2 separate regions of the Anas platyrhynchos genome follow, and region 2 is linked to region 1. Evidence: chromatin contacts called from public Hi-C data. All regions are on one chromosome and are shown on one strand. The core of a region is the stretch at or near the end of the contact, and the rest is flanking DNA. Distances in the headings are between cores, read along the strand shown.

Region 1 (2,729 bases), core at 157-2,656:
CTCCAGAGCCAGCTGTCCCACCTCACAGCCCAGCCCTACAACACACCCCTCACAGGCTTCTGAGCCAGGTCTCGCGGGGCCACCACTTCACAGCACACTGGTGCAGAGGAGGTAACTCATGAACACACAGCCAGCCTCAGCTGTGCCAAAAAGAGAGCTGCTGGGATGAGCTTTTTTTTTCCCCCCCTCAGAACACTTCATTCTGAAACCACAGAAGCCATCTTCTGACACCTTAGTTAATGTGTATCTAAAACAGTACAAAGTTTCAGAAGCAGAGCTCACCTATAGTAACCTCTCTTGAAACCTGGACAAAACATTAAAGTATCGAGCAGCACCTCAAATAACCGCATTTTTTTTTTAATGCAGTTCACTCGGTTGGCTGCTGAGCACCGCTGCTGTGCCGCTGCAGTACGGCTGTCCCGGCCCTCGCACAGCAGCGCTCAGGCCTGGCAGTGTCCCACACCCAGCTACGAACACATCCCCCTTCCTTCCGCGCCTAATTCCCGACATGAAGTCACCGCTGGCCAACTCAAAGGAACTGCACGGAGCCCCAGAAAACCGATCCTCAGCGTGATCTGTGACCGGCTGGCGGGACGGACAAGCACCCCTGGCTTTGGGCTAGCAGCGATTGAAGGCTGAGTGATAAAAAAACTCACACTGCGATGCCTTTTTCCCTGAAAATGGCACCAATCAGGCTTGTGGATCAGCCCCCAGCCGCCCGCTTTGTGCACAACTTTTACCAGGGAACCACGCTGCTGTCCTTAACACCAGCTGGGGACCAGGCCCCCAGCAGCCTCCTGCAGCCCCGCTGCCTGCCCAGCACGGGCGGCTCCGCCGGGAAAGAGGCCGCGAAGGCCCCCCCAGGCCCCACACCCGCGGCTCGGGGCCGTGCCGAGCCGTGCCGGGCGCCATGGCGGCGGGAGGCGTGCCGGGAGGGGGGGAGGGGAGGCGGCCGGGCCGACTCACTCCGGGGGGAAGAGGCGCAGCTCCTCGATCTTTCCCAGGAAGCCGAAGAGCGTCCGCATCTGCTCGGAGCTGGCGCTGGGGGACACGTTGGTCACCTGGATCACGTCGGTGCCGCTGCTGGAGGCCATCGCGCCGCCGCTGCGAACACACGGGGAGAGGGGGGTCAGCGGCCGAGGGCCGGGCGGCTCCTCCAGCTCCGGGCGGCTCCGGGAAGCCCTCAGCGGCCCCCCCCGCCCGGCCGGGCCCCGTCAGGGCCGCTCCCGGCCCCCGCCGCCCCCACCGCGCCGCGCGGCGCCTCACTCACCCGCCCGCCGGGCCGCAGTATCCCACAATCCCCCGCCGCCGCCCACCGCGCAGGCGCAGCGCGCGCGCGCCCCGCCGCCGCACGCAGCCCCGCGGCCCGCACCGAGCCGCCGCCGCCGCCGCCGCCGCTGCTGCCACTGCGCGTGCGCGCGCGCCCCCTCCCGCCTTCGGCCGGGGACGCGCGGGGAGGGGGGGGGCGGCGCCTGCGCAGTGGGGCTGGGGGGGGGGAGGCTGCGGCGCCTCAGTGCGTGCGCGCCGCGGGTGTGGCGCATGCGCAGTGCTCTGTTGGTTCCTGAGGGACCAAAAGTGGTTGTAAAATAATCCCAGAATCACAGAATTTCTAGGTTGGAAGAGACCTCAAGATCATCGAGTCCAACCTCTGACCTAACGCTAACAGTCCCCACTAAACCATATCCCTAAGCTCTACATCTAAACGTCTTTTAAAGACCTCCAGGGATGGTGGCTCCACCACCTCCCTGGGCAGCCCGTTCCAATGTGAACGTTAACGTGCATCAAGGTGTTTGTAGCGTTAATCGGTGCGGGAACGCCGCCCCTCCCAGCCCCTGTCATGGCTTCTGGGGGAGCCACCTCGGCTTGCTTCACCCCCACGCTTGCAGGTGTCTGCCTCCAAGTTTAACCTGAGCGCCTCACACACAACTGGCAGGTGCCAGCGCTTTATATAAAGGCCGGGTTGAAATATCCAGAGTTTTCCTATGGGGTGGTGCCCGGTGACTCCCAGTGTGAGAGGAAAAATGAGAACTGAAAAGGGGTTAAAACCAAAAGGGCCAAGTCCTTGGTCACAGCCCAGAGCACAACGTATGGTGGGGGCTCGAATCAGCGACCCGCTCACCACGGTGCTATTTAGCCCTTAACGAACTACTTCTACATTCAATGGGACTTAGATTGTAGATTAAAAAAATAAAAGTGAAAAGGTTGTGTTTGGAACGCCAGGTGCTTGAAAACTCAAATGGCTGTAAGTTTTTAATGACTGAGGGAGAAGCGTGTTTCTTTATTTGCTTCTTAGAGGCTCTGCCGGCTGGGTCAGACACCAACTGCACCCAGGAGCCGAAGCCAGGGCTGGTCACCAGCAATGGCAGGTGTTGGTGGGCAGCCAGCACTAATCAGGTGGGAGTCACAGAATCACTGAATATCCCGAGTTGGAAGGGACCCATAAGGATCATCAACTCCAACTCCTGGAGTATTTTCACTTAGTTTGCCAACACTGGGTGACAAGGAAACAAGTTGAAGTAAAAGTGCCTTTTTGTGTAGCTACTTGACATGTATATTTACAGCGCTTTCCAGGTTATTTGGTCTGCATTCACTCCTGCGACAGAGGTGAAGACCTTAAATAAAAAGGGGGAGAGGAAGGAAGTGAAATCTGAGCCACACAGCGTCCAGCTGCAGCTGGCTTGTTTCTCCATCTCCTTTTGTAGGAATTTTGTACCCTCCGTTCTGCTGCC
Region 2 (2,787 bases), core at 227-2,726, 130 kb before region 1:
GTAAAAGTATATTACAGGTGGATAAAACCTTCCATCACACTGCAGTTTATTCTGTAGATCTGGATGCTTTTTGTTTCCCTGACATCACGCTGTTTGACTGATATTCCTGTTACTTCTGAAAGGCTCCTTCCTGAAGGTATGAATTGACTTTTCAGGGCCAGTTTCTGGTTTTGTTACTGCTCGTATCCCCCTGATGTAAGCAGAGCCTGGCCTGAGCAGCGGGGCAGTGTCAGCGGGCAGCGGAGGAGTCAGGCTCACAGGAGGTCTGCCAGGCAGAGAAGGACCTGGGAGTGATGGTGGACAGTCGGCTGAATATGAGCCAGCAGTGTGCTCAGGTGGCCAAGAAGGCCAACGGCATCCTGGCTTGTATCAGAAACACTGTGACCAGCAGGGCTAGGGAGGTGATCGTCCCCCTGTACTCGGCTCTGGTGAGGCCGCACCTCGAGTACTGTGTTCAGTTTTGGGCCCCTCGCTACAAGAAGGACATCGAGGTGCTCGAGCAAGTCCAGAAAAGGGCAACGAAGCTGGTGAGGGGTCTGGAGAACAAGACCTACGAGGAGCGGCTGAGGGAGCTGGGCTTGTTCAGCCTGGAGAAGAGGAGGCTCAGGGGCGACCTTATCGCTCTCTACAGATACCTTAAAGGAGGCTGTAGCGAGGTGGGGGTTGGCCTGTTCTCCCACGTGCCTGGTGACAGGACGAGGGGGAACGGGCTTAATTTGCGCCAGGGGAGTTTTAGGTTAGATGTTAGGAAGAGCTTCTTTACTGAAAGGGTTGTTAGGCACTGGAATGGGCTGCCCAGGGAGGTGGTGGAGTCACCATCCCTGGAAGTCTTTAAAAGACGTTTAGATGTAGAGCTTAGGGATATGGTTTAGTGGGGACTGTTAGTGTTAGGTTAGAGGTTGGACTCGATGATCTTGAGGTCTCTTCCAACCTAGAAATTCTGTGATTCTGTGATCCTGTGAGATATGTACTGCATGCTGTGGGTGCCCCGTGCCCCCTCCTGTCCCACAGGACGTGCACGCCAGCAATTCTGTGTTCAGCTCCCGTGCATTCAGCTTCCAGTGTTGGTCATGCATGGTGACAGTGACGCTCCTACTCATTTATTTATTTATTTACTTATGTATTTATTTACTTATGTGTTTATTTACTTGTTTATTTACTTATTTATTTATTTATTTACTCGTTTATTTGTTTGTTCGTTTGCCGGGGGCCGCTTTATCCCCACATTAACGCCTGACTCCCGCATCCCCCCTCTCTCCCCTCAGCGGGCCCCGCGCTCCCCGCCCGCCGCGCTCCCGCAGCGCCCCCCTCCGGCCCCGCTGTGCGCATGCGCCTTGCGCGGCCGCCAGCCCTCCGGCCGCCTGGGGGCGCTCCTCCCTCACCCCCCCCTCTCCCCTCCGCCGCGCTGAGGCGGCCGCGCCGCTGCCTGAGCGCAATCCCGCCCGGCGGCCGCACAGCTCACTGCGGGCTGCGGGCTGCAGGCGCCGCGGGGCAGCCCGCGCGGAGGAGGACCCCGGTCCTTCTTCCCCCCTCCTCACACACACACAGTCCTCCCGCGGCTCGGCGGCGGCCGCAAGATGTCGACCAAGAATTTCCGCGTGAGCGACGGGGACTGGATCTGCCCCGACAAGAAGTGAGCGGCGCCGGGGGGCGGCCGGGGGAGAGCGGGAGGGGGCGGAACGGCGGGGCCGGGCCCGTGTCACCGTCTGCTCCTCCGCAGGTGCGGGAACGTCAACTTCGCCAGGAGAACCAGCTGCAATCGCTGCGGGAGAGGTGAGCCCGGACCGGCCCCTCACGGCCCCCTCACGGCCCCTCACGGCCCCTCAGGGCCCGGTGCCGCCGGGACGCGCCCGCCACGGGGCGTTGTTGTTGCTGTTGTTGTGTTGCAGAGAAAACGACGGAAGCCAAGATGATGAAGGCCGGGGGCACGGAGATCGGCAAGACGCTGGCGGAGAAGAGCCGCGGCCTCTTCAGCGCCAACGACTGGCAGTGCAAAACGTACGGGGCCTGGGAACCGCACCCCGGGGGCCGGGAACCCACCCGCGGCCTGGGTGACCCCGCGGGGTGCAGCGCTGTGTGTAGCCCTGGCGGGGGGAAGGCAGCGGTGTGCTGAGCGCTGTCAGGGTACAGGCGGCTGTGCCCTGCGGGCAGCGTGCCCTTTTGGTTGGTGGGCGGCAGGTATTTGAGTAACGGGCCTGGGAAAAGGCTAAAAAATCAGGGCCAGAGCAGTAGAAGCTTGTGTTCCATGTCAGGTAAGCCAAGACACTTCCCAAATTAGGAACAAACAGATGGAAGTAGCAGCTTCACTGCAGTTTGGAAGTTCTTTTCCAATAGTCACTGAATACCTAACGAGTATAGTTTAGCACAGAGTTAAATAGCTGATATCGGAAGCCATCACTTGAGAATGTGAAGGTCTGCATTAGCAAAGGACTGCCTTCATGGAATACTTCAGGGGATTGGGGGTCTTCTTATAATTTGAGGGCTTTGAACCATTTGGGGTTTTGTTTGTTGACTCAGCTTTCTGAACTCTAACTGGTGAAACTTGGCTGGGTTTTCTTCCCAACTTGTGTTTTCTGCAACCCGAACCCAATTTTACCTCAATAAAGCCAGTGCCAGCAGTGAGCAAAAGCCCTTGCACACGTTGGTGCACCAGGCTGTATCAGGCTGTAAGAAAACAGGAGAGACCCGCATCTGTACGTCCGTTTGGCAGCTGTAGGGTGACTGAGCGTGCAGTTAGCACTGCTGCACGGTGCGTCCTGCGTGTGCCAGCAGGGTAACGGGGACAAG

The links. A called contact is a pair of places that touch in the nucleus more often than the background predicts.
Region 2: a Hi-C map of skeletal muscle shows a contact between it and region 1, with 3 times the contacts expected there. The contact joins the promoter of ZRANB2 here to the promoter of SRSF11 in region 1. A contact is called at or near these places in 2 of 8 Hi-C or Micro-C datasets (liver and skeletal muscle).

Annotation. Positions count from the first base shown.
Region 1 is chr8:38,660,190-38,662,918 of IASCAAS_PekinDuck_T2T, reverse strand. SRSF11 (serine and arginine rich splicing factor 11) reads right to left here and starts at 1,406. Exons shown (of 13, transcript XM_027463613.3): 1 at 1,271-1,406; 2 at 967-1,104. The coding sequence starts at 1,094.
Region 2 is chr8:38,794,560-38,797,346 of IASCAAS_PekinDuck_T2T, reverse strand. ZRANB2 (zinc finger RANBP2-type containing 2) reads left to right here and starts at 1,476. Exons shown (of 10, transcript XM_027462569.3): 1 at 1,476-1,633; 2 at 1,721-1,773; 3 at 1,890-1,998. The coding sequence starts at 1,578.